2 separate regions of the Sus scrofa genome follow, and region 2 is linked to region 1. A link is a contact called in public HiChIP or PLAC-seq data. All regions are on one chromosome and are shown on one strand. Each heading gives the region's core, a stretch centred on a gene start, on an enhancer-like site or on the middle of the called end of the contact. The rest is flanking DNA. Distances are from core to core; before and after follow the strand shown.

The links. HiChIP or PLAC-seq counts read pairs in DNA pulled down with a chosen protein or histone mark.
Region 2: an H3K27ac HiChIP or PLAC-seq map of alveolar macrophages shows a contact between it and region 1. The contact joins two enhancer-like sites. A contact is called at or near these places in 3 of 47 Hi-C or Micro-C datasets (embryonic fibroblasts, mesenteric adipose tissue and subcutaneous adipose tissue) and 2 of 2 datasets of contacts at active chromatin or transcription factors (alveolar macrophages and skeletal muscle).

Annotation. Positions count from the first base shown.
Region 1 is chr1:147,674,119-147,679,110 of Sscrofa11.1, forward strand. It overlaps MBP (myelin basic protein), which reads left to right. Exons shown (of 7, transcript NM_001001546.2): 5 at 332-364; 6 at 4,328-4,450. Among named protein-coding and RNA genes, the nearest start is that of MBP, 27 kb to the left of the region's middle. Within about 2 kb of position 1,988, at least 17 of the 83 cell types and tissues checked have an H3K27ac peak or open chromatin away from gene starts, as enhancers often do. A contact at or near this core is called in alveolar macrophages, mesenteric adipose tissue and skeletal muscle, where this site is marked.
Region 2 is chr1:148,059,563-148,064,554 of Sscrofa11.1, forward strand. The region is part of intron 2 of ZNF516 (zinc finger protein 516); the gene reads left to right. Among named protein-coding and RNA genes, the nearest start is that of ZNF516, 74 kb to the left of the region's middle. Within about 2 kb of position 3,004, at least 29 of the 83 cell types and tissues checked have an H3K27ac peak or open chromatin away from gene starts, as enhancers often do. A contact at or near this core is called in alveolar macrophages, mesenteric adipose tissue and skeletal muscle, where this site is marked.

The DNA.
Region 1 (4,992 bases), core at 738-3,237:
GGCTGGACTCATCCCAAATGACGAAATGACTTCCTCCCCCAGTGTTTTCCACGTGGATCTCACAAGAACAGGCTGACATGTGCATGGCATCCCTTCCCACCGGCAGGTGCAGAGACAGCATGCATCATTCCTGCTCTTTCCCCTCAAACCTGATCAGCAATCTCTGGGCAGCTCCAGGTGGCCACGGCCACCCACAGGGACATGGTACACGTGACAAAAGCTCTTTGCATCTCAGCACTGTGTTGTTTTGATTGTGTCTCCTGTTTTATTGAAAGAAGATGTTTCCCTGCACTGGCCTCCATGTCACTCTTTCTTTCTTTTCCTCACACAGGGGCGAGGACTGTCCCTCAGCAGATTTAGCTGGGTAGGTGACAAACGCATGTCCATCCCGCTGCCTCTGCTTCCCTCCTCACAGGCACTCGACTTTTCTGTTCTGCTCTGTTTCAGTTGCTCATGGGCCCACTTTCTTCCCCATCTCACCAGCTGGCCCGCGGCTGGTGCTCCCTCCTGCACTGTCCCCTCTCTGCTTCCCAGCCCCCACCCCCCGCCCCCGCCCCAGGCAACACCAAAAGCTCCTCCCAGGAGATGGGGTGACTCCACGTTTGAGGAAATGCCTGGTTTCCTGTCAAAGCAACAGATGAGAAAAGCTAGTCATGTGGTCCCCAACAGCCAGCCCTCCCCTCAGAGGCTGACATTTCCTTGAGGAAAAATGAGGCCACAGACAAGGGCAAAAGACACTAAATGAAGTTATTTGGTTTACAATAACCCACGTTACCTGAAAGAGTTCTGTGTCGATTTAGTAAAACTGAAAGCTTAGCTACCAAGCCAGCTAGGAAAACTTTTCTAGGAATTTCTGAGAACAACGTGTCCATGAAGACTTTAAACAGCCGATTTGTTGAATTTCCAGTAAAATTTGGTGTCTGAGCCACCTTAAACTGCCTACCTGTACTTTAACCAATTCTATTGCCCATAGTTACTAGTAAGTATCAGATATGGTTCTTACTTTATAAAATTTCCAGAATAAAAATAGAACCACTAACGTGTAGGCCAGGAACTGTGTCTGTCATAGAGACACAGCATCTTTATAGAGATGCACCCTCCAGTATCCTTGGAATCACAAGGTCCTTACTCTCTGGAACAGAGCCTATGTGTACTTGATGGTCAATTAATAATCATTAAAAATAGGAGTACCCATCTTGGCTTAGTGGTTAATGAACCCAACTAGTATCCATCAGGTTGTGGGTTCAATCCCTGGGCTCGCTCAGTGGGTTAAGGATCCAGCATTGCTGTGAGCGATGGTGTGGGTCACAGACATGGCTTGGATCCCCCGTTGCTGTGGCTGTGGTGTAGGCCAGCAGTTACAGCTCCGACTCAACCCCTAGCCTGGGAACCTCTATATGCCACAGGTGCGGCCCTAAAAAGAAAAAAAAAAATCATTAAAAATATATTTTAAAAAAATTTTAATATAAAAAAGATTCATAGAATGAATGAATTTAGAAAAAAAGAAAAAGAAAGAAGGAAGGAAGGGAAGGAGGCGGTGGGCGGGGGGAGAAGGGGGAGGACAGGGTAGGGGAAAGGGAAGGGGGAGGGAGAGGGAGGAGAGAGGAAGGGAGAGGAAGAGAGCTGCCCCCAGAGAAAAGGCAGAAGAAAGATTCCATGAACTGCTCCAACACATCATTACACTGGATTACGTACTGAGATATTTGCTGGAACATTTTGTCCAAATATTCCTGAGCCTTTTTCTGATCTAATGGGTTTGCTAAAAGGTGACAAACCTGTGGGACATTGACACAGTCCAGCACTCACAGCCAATTAATTACTGACTTTCTTTGCCAGCAGGTAACAAAGATGATATTGAAGAATGAAATCCATTTTTGACCCAGAAATCTTATTTTCATAATCGCCTGACCAAGCCTTCTAGGCATGGACCCAGGGCACAGTCATCACAGACTGGGCAGCGAGGGGAGGGTTGAGAGACGCTTTTCCTCCTGTCCTTAAAGGCCACCTCAGCCTCAGCAGCTAACAGCCCGGCCTTTGCCTGCTTCTCCTTCGTTTCTCCACTTGGGGTCCCACTAATCCGTCTGAAATTTCTCTTTTTCCCAAAGCAAAATCCTTCTCTGTGTCCCGAGAGCTAGTTAGTGTCTGTTTCCTAGAACTGCAGGACCGTCTGCCCGTTTGGAGTTTCTGAAACTGCCACCAGTTTTCTAAACTATGGTGTATGTTTTCTGGTAAATTCTAGGTTGCTCAAAGATAGAAGTGACCGAGAATTTGAAAGGAGAACAGTTAAACAGATTACTAATCTGAAAGCCAATCTTTGAATTTAATTCTCAGAAGCTCTTTACTTTTGGAGAAAAACAACGGAGTTAGAGAATGGCTTAGCACTTGCTCGGGAAAGCATGGATTTCCACCATCTCACGTCTGTCCTTTGGCACAGCCCTCTTTACCTGTCACCTGTCCCTCCATGTACCACCACGGAGGGACCATGTCCGTGGGAGCCCCTAGGGTTCAAGGGCAGCTCTGGGTTCATCTCATATGCAGTCCTGCATCTTCCCTGCTCTGTCCCTTATGCACGTGATAACCCCTGAAACAAAACCTTCACATGACAGTAGCTGCCTCTGAGTGGCCAGTGTCTGGGGGTTGGGGTGATGGAGGGGCAGTGTCTTGACAGATGGCCCTGGTCCAGCCTCAGTCCAAACCTGAGATAGGTGAACTAGTGAACCAGAAGAATTTTGAAACTTCTTCGCTTTCTTTTTAGGGCCACACCCACAGCATAAGGAAGTTCCCAGGCTAGAGGTTGAATCAGAGCTGTAACTGCTGGCCTACGCAGGATCTGAGCCACATCTACGACCTACACCACAGCTCACGGCAATGCTGGATCCTTAACTCACTGAGTGAGCCCAGGGATTGAACTTGCATCCTCATGGTTGCTACTCAGGTTCGTAACCCACTTGAGCCACGGTGGGAACTCTGAATCCTGAACCTTCTAGAACCCATTTCCAACACCTCTAAACTAGAGCGATGGGTTCGATGGTTTCTTGAACCCTAAAACACACTCGGGAAACTTAAAAGGACTGTGGGCTGAGGCAAAGGGGTCTGGGGTTTGGATCAGGAGATGGTTTTACTTTGTTTCTAAAATTCTCAGGAGCGGCACATGTAAAGAGCCTCCCACCTCTTGCTGGCAAAATGTAAAATGAGTCTCGGAGCATAGAGATCCATGAGGTCCTGTGCTGATGCCTTGAGCTGCCTGTTTGGCCCCTGACGGACATGGCACCCACAGCTGGACACGTTTTACCCCCAATGCTGACATCCGTCATGACTGAACACCTGGACTTTCCCCTGTTCCTCTCTCTTGTTCACAGTACAAGCTCCCCTCTGAAGCTAAAGGATATTAGAACGCAAGCTGGTCCTAGAGACACATAGGTTTTTACATTTCGGTGATCACTGCCATTGCCATGTGCCGTAAAGGCAGCTCTCTTCATCTTCCCTGAAGTGAGCGGGGGCTTCTGGCGTAGCTGGAGGCAGGGGTGGGGGCTGCCGGTCTGTCTGGGAGGCCATCTTCCTTAATCCTGGCAAGCTCGGAAGTTCAGAGCTACAAGCTCCATCCTCAGAGCAGAGCATCCATTATCCCCATTTTATGCAAGAGGAGGCTGAAACTCAGAGAGGTTCTGACACTTGTCTGAGGTCACACAGCCTGGGAGTGGTGGAGACCTGCCAAGTTGCTGGCTCTGGGGCTACGCTTTGGTGCGCAGCCTGGGAGACATGGCTTCTCAGCTGGGACCTGCCCCCTTCCCTCTATCACGACTGGCTCCCAGCCCAGGCTCCAGGAAGAACCCTGGCCCCAGGCTACCATCCACATTCAGGACTCCCACACCAAGGCCAGGGGAGCTGGTCCTGTCTGTCCTCAGGAGAGGCTCCAGGCCAAGGAACTGGGAGGTTGGTCTTTGCATGTTGGAAGGTATGAGCCTCACATTTCACCAAGTGCAAAGGCTGCTGGTGTCTCCAGGCAGCAGGTGAGAGCCAACGGTTCGAAGGGCCAAAGGAGACCCAGGGCGGGGCACTTGGCTTCCCTTGGGGACCAGGCTTTGCACACACTCTCCCAGCATGTCTAGGGCTCCCCTTCCTCTGGGCATGTTTTGGGCCAAAGTTCTTGACCTTGTTTTGAGAGATGTTGGCTAATCTGCTGTTGAAACCCACACAGCATGGAGAGGGGAAGTGGCTGCTGCAGGGGAGGTTTGATCTTCCAGAGGCAGCTGCCCAGGTTGGGCCAGCATGATGGGCATGGGGCATCACTTGGGCACTGACTGAGAGGTGCCCTCTTTTCTTGCAGGGCGCCGAGGGCCAGAAGCCGGGATTCGGCTACGGAGGCAGAGCTCCTGACTACAAACCGGCTCACAAGGGACTCAAGGGGGCCCAGGACGCCCAGGGCACACTTTCCAAAATCTTCAAGCTGGTAATGTACCTTCCCGATGGGGGAGGGTCCAGGGCAGCCTCTAGTTTGTCCACCAGCTGCTTCTTAGCCGGTCCTCCTCCAAGTTGTTCAGAGCAAGCATTTCTCCAGGCACTGCCAGAGCAGTCACTGTGCCAGGTCACAGGCCCAGGCCCCCTCAGGGAGCTTGAGGACAAGGGGGCTACAGCTGGGCCCTGGCAGGGGCAAGATCAGGAGGCTTCATTGTCCAGGGAACCAGCAGGGGCTAAGGTGACATGAGGGTGGTTGTCAGGTGAGAGACCCCCGGAACCACAGTCAGTTAACACAGATGTTGGAGCCACACAGAACCAGGTCTGCCACCTTTCAGCCAAGTGACCTTGGCCACTGACCTCCCGGAAGCTCGGTAGCTTATGGACAGACATCACTGTGATGGTGGAGGGCCTACAGGGCAATTTGCAAGGCGCCCCATGCAGTTACCCACGGCACAGGCCATCACTGCTACTAATAAGACAGCCTCTTTCAGAAAACCCTGAAACTCAGAAGGTGGCTCTGATCCACGACAGGGC
Region 2 (4,992 bases), core at 1,754-4,253, 390 kb after region 1:
CCTGTCCTGAAATATTTCTTCTCTGGACTCTTTTTCTGGGCTGTGTATGTGCTTGTATTTGCTTATATTGGAAATTGATGTGTATGTATATCTCCAATCATTTTCTATATATTCCTTTGAGATGATAACTTTTATGACTTTTAACTATTACTTTTATTTATTTATTTAAAAATTTTTTTTTTGTCTTTTGTCTTTTTAGGGCTGCACCCACGGCACATGGAAGTTCCCAGGCCTAGGGGTTGAATCGGAGCTGAAGCTGCCGGCCTACGCCACAGCCACAGCCACATGGGATCCGAGGCACATCTGCGACCTACACCACAGCTCATGGCAACACCGGATCCTTAACCCACTGAGTGAGGCCAGGGATCGAACCTGTAACCTCATGGTTATTAGTTGGATTCGTTAACCACTGAGCCATGACGGGAACTCCTAAATTTTTAAGTTCTTTTTGGCCAAACCTGCTGTATTCAAAAGTTCCTGGGCCATCAAGAACTCCTGACTTTTATTTTTATTTTTTTAATTGAAATATAGATGATGTGCAGTGTTTCAGGTATACTGCAGTGATCCAGCCATCCATCCATCCGTCTATCCATCCATCTATTCTTCTTCAGATTCTTTTCCCTTATCAGCTATTACAAGGTAGTGTGTATGGTTCCCTGTTTATACAGTAGGATGGAGTGATTGTCTTGTTGATTATCTATTTGTATATAGTGGTGTGTACCTGTTGATCTTAAATTCCAAATTGGGATTCTAATTTTATTTTAATATTTCTCAGCTCTCTGTTTTCTGAAGGTCTCTAACTGTCTGTGTACTTGGCTTTGGCCTATGAATGGGTGGTTGGGCCTCCTTTAGCAGAGCTATTATCAAAGCTCTTGAGGCCCAGTATTTATGGTGACCTTACTTCCAGGTGTGAGGAAGGCAGATTATTAAATGTGGACACTAAATTGTTCACGGGAGATTTGTCCCCCGCAGTGGCACCTTCCTGGGGTTCCCAAGGACAGCTCTGTAGAGGGCATTTTGTTTGAGTTGGTGAGAGAGCAGAAGATGACCAGCTTGGAAACGTGCACACTTGTCAGCTTTGACGCCTGCTCTCACACTTGTCCCCATCGGCTCTCTTGGCCCCTCTTGGTTTTGGGGGTGACGCTGGTGCATCCTGGTGCCAGCTTCCTACTTGTGACAACAGCTGTCTGCACCTCCATCTTCAGGTGTGTTCTGCTTTGTATGTTCTTTCTAACCCTGTGAACCTCACTGGGAGCCGGGTCGTCCTCATCCTGGGAGACCAGGGAGGGGGGCGATGGGTGAAACAAGAGGAAGGGTCCCGGGAAGCAGCTCTGCTCACACCCTCCTGCAGCTCTGCTGGGAGCCCCTGGCCCACTCGGGCGGCGTGGTGTGTTGTTAGGGTTGTGTCCTGGTAACAGTAGCAAGGCCGCTGTTATAGGTCATCGGAAACCGAAGCATATCCCCTCTTTCTTCCACCTTTGTTCCTGGGGGTCCAGATCCCCTCACCTCCCAGAATATGCAGCCTCAGCCTCATCTCGGTTTTGGTGCGACCCTTCCTCCTGGTCACCCAGTGCATTCTCGGGAGAGGCAGCCTGGACCGTTTCAGAGATGGCAGCCTGGCCAGTGGCACAGATGCCGAGAATGAAAGAACGTGCTGATCATACCAGGAGGGCGAGATTGAGGGGTGGCGGGTGGGAACTCACAGGTCAAAACAGTGTTAGGAGGAGGGCAGAATGAGAGGCCTGCGGGCACCAGGACAGGAAGGACACATCAGTAAAAACATACGTGGCCAGGCCGGTTCCCAGGGTTGACCTGCAGAATGGCATCGGTAACACAGCAGTGGTGGCTACACAACCCATGGGTGGTAGGTGGGGGGGGGCTCTGTAGCCACTGGGAGGGGCTTATGGGGGTTCAACATCTGTTTCTTGACCTGGTTGTGGTCACGAGAGCTTCGCCTTAGAGTAACCTATTAAACTGTGCACTCGTTTTGTGTATTTTCTGAATCTGTGATTTGTTTTATCATAAAAAGGCTAAGAGAGTCTGGGCGGGGGTGGTGGCCGCACTGCCTGGGTTGACACAGTGGACAGAGGGCTCCGCTGGGGTCAGCCCCTATGAGGGGCTGGCTGTTGGGGCTTGTGTCCTATTGATTTTGGTCTCAGCCCCTCAGGAAGGAGGTGTCAGCCTATTTTATTGAGGGGGAGTGAGGCTCTGGGTTCACACCTGGGCCCCCTCGCTTGGAACTGGGTTCCGACAGGTGGGTCTTACTGATGGGGCCCCCAGGCTTTGGTATCTGAGCCACCCAGGCGGGATGAGGTTGGAGCTGAGGGGGCCACTGGGCTGCCGTCTCACCTCAGGCTTAGGGCTCCATGTCTCTGACTCTGAGAAGGGGTTGTCCAGGTTCGAGGGGGCTCGCTGCTGGTGGTGAAGGAGTGTTGCAGACACCTGGGAATTTGTCCATCTTCTGGGTCTACAAAAAAGTTGGCAGCAAAAGCCTAGAAACTCCCATCCATGTAGATGCGTTAGCAAGACTGAGGGGCTGGCTTGGAAAGGAAGGCATAGCCAGGCCTGAGAACTGCTTTCACAGGCTTTTATGCTTGCTTTAAGAATTAGATGAACTGAGGCTTCGGGTGCAGAAGCAGGTGAGAGTTACCTGGCAGTGAAGGAGTCAGGTGTCCACACACAGGGACACTTGCTCAGGGTTATTGTGACCTGAAGAGCTGGCAGCCGGGGGTGGCCGTCCTGAAGCAGAGGCCTGTCCTGCTCAGTGATGCTGTCCTGGGGCTGGAGATGGAGCCCCAGGCAGACGTCAGCAGCCCTCTGTGGACCTTCCATGTGGGGCTGGGAGGGGCACTGGAGTGACAGCACTGTGCTGTGCGGTCTAGTGGGCAAGGACCAGGCCTGCCGTCACCCAGTGGGTTTCAGGTGGGATCCGAGCCCCAGGGAGCTTTTGATGGCACCAGAGATTGGGGAGCGTGACAGGCCTTTGCCCTGCTCAAATCCAGCAGTGAAGCTCTGCGGTTAAAACCACATGTGTTCACTGTGTGCTGTGTGAGTGAGTCATAGACAGACATGGGGACGTTTCCTAAAAATACAGAGGGATTTATGACTGTGGTTGTCTAACGGGGAGATGCTTCCCTGTGGCTTGTTAACTGTGATCGAGCCACTGTTAGAACCCATCAGCCGAGCTGTTTCAGATAAGTTCAGGATGCCTTGCCAAAGCTGCTGGCGGTGGGGTGGGGGGGAGAGGTGAGTGGAGGCTGAGGTCTCTGTCCTGGTGACCTGTCCCCCACCTGGCAGAGCGCAGATGTCACCATGTCGGCCCCAGGCCTGGGGTCCTGGCTGCGTCCCGGGAACTTGCAGAAGAGCACATGGCCTTTAGCCGAGTGGTGGCCATGACTATGGTGCAGGGAACCGCAGGGCTCCGCCTGCAGCTGTGGTTCTGAAGACACAGCCACGATGGCGTGTGACTATAATTTTTGTCCAGACTCTAAAAATAAGAACTTTTTCCTATTTTTCTTTTACAGTTAGGTGTGTTAGCTTTAGCGTGTGTTTTCTAGAAATCAAGACATGGAGAGACGTCATTGAGTAGAAGAAATTAGAAGGGACCCTGTGATCCCCACGTGTTTAGTTCATGGTGGTGCCTGCGCTTGGCCACTTGAGGTTTTTAAGGGGATGAATTGATGCGCTCAGCTTTTAAAAATAGCCTCAACACACACACACATTTTCTCCTTTTAAAGAATGGTGTATTCATTGGGGTTTGAGTTCTGGACTTTGTAATCATCTGGCTGTGGGAAAAGGAGCGCATTCTCAGACTCGGGGTCACGTGTGTAATTATCTGGCTGGGCAGTGGCTGCCCCTGGGCGACCCTCCAGCCCAAACACACTTCGATGCTTCTGTGGGAAACTGAGTGTGTGAGCCTGCGCGTGTACTTGGGACCGTGTGTGCAAGGCGGACATGCATCTCACACACGTGCCTGGCGTGCATGCATGCCACCTCTGTGCCTGTGAGGAGGGAAGGATCTGGATAGACAGGAGAGGGTGCGGGCTCAGCGGCAGTGCCTAGGGCGGCCCTGGGGTGACTCAGCAGCTTTGCGGAGAAATACCGGCCACGGACACACTCCGTCTGTGAATGTGCTTTATCCTGGCGCTAGCTCTGCGTCCAGGATCAGTAGTTCTTTTCAGTCCTGAGCACACCTGTAAGCTGTCAGCATTTGGAGAGAAGTGGAAGTTATAAATGGAGGGTGACGGGGACATAGCAGCCTGGAAAAGGTGTTTTTTAGGTCAGAGAAGGAACAGTGTCAGTGGCTGCTGTTCTTAAAAAATGGGTTTAGAGAACAGAACCTAAATGCTCAGAGCAGGGGTGATTTTTCCCATCACTTCCCGTCTCACATCACGCCGGGCTTTTAGTCTGGGCCTAACTTGGTGTTCTGGGGAGAGCGTGGGTCCCTGTCCCTCAGGGGATCAATGTGGGTGCCGAGGGAGAGCAGCTCGTAGACGCCTCAGGACGGCAGAGCAGGGATTCAGAGGGACCTTCTGGTGACGGTACGTGGCTGGGCTGCTGCTTTCACCCTCAAGTTCGAGTTCACTTGTCCGCAGGTTGATGATCAGCAGTGCGCCCCCCCCCCCCCCCCCGGATACGTGTACTCTGCTCCCTACTGAATTCCGAGCAGCATCGAAGCCACTCCTGGGCTTTATCTGAAGAGCAAATAAATTACTTGCGACCAAGATGACGTCTTTAGTAAGTAGAAGACTGGGTACTGAGATGTGGCTTTTGTGTCCTCAAAATGGGTCCTCAGAGAGCTGTCCCCACCCCGGGATGGCCGCCGCCTCCTCCCACAACGTGCACGTGCACATCCCCACGGAGCAGCTGCCCACTTGCAGCCGTGCAAGGAGTATGGATGTTGTATCGCCCTTCAGAGCTGAGCATGGCCTGAAGCTCCCGCCTGAATGGAAGAGGTGGCCGGCCCCTTCCCCTTTGCTCCGGATCTCTCTC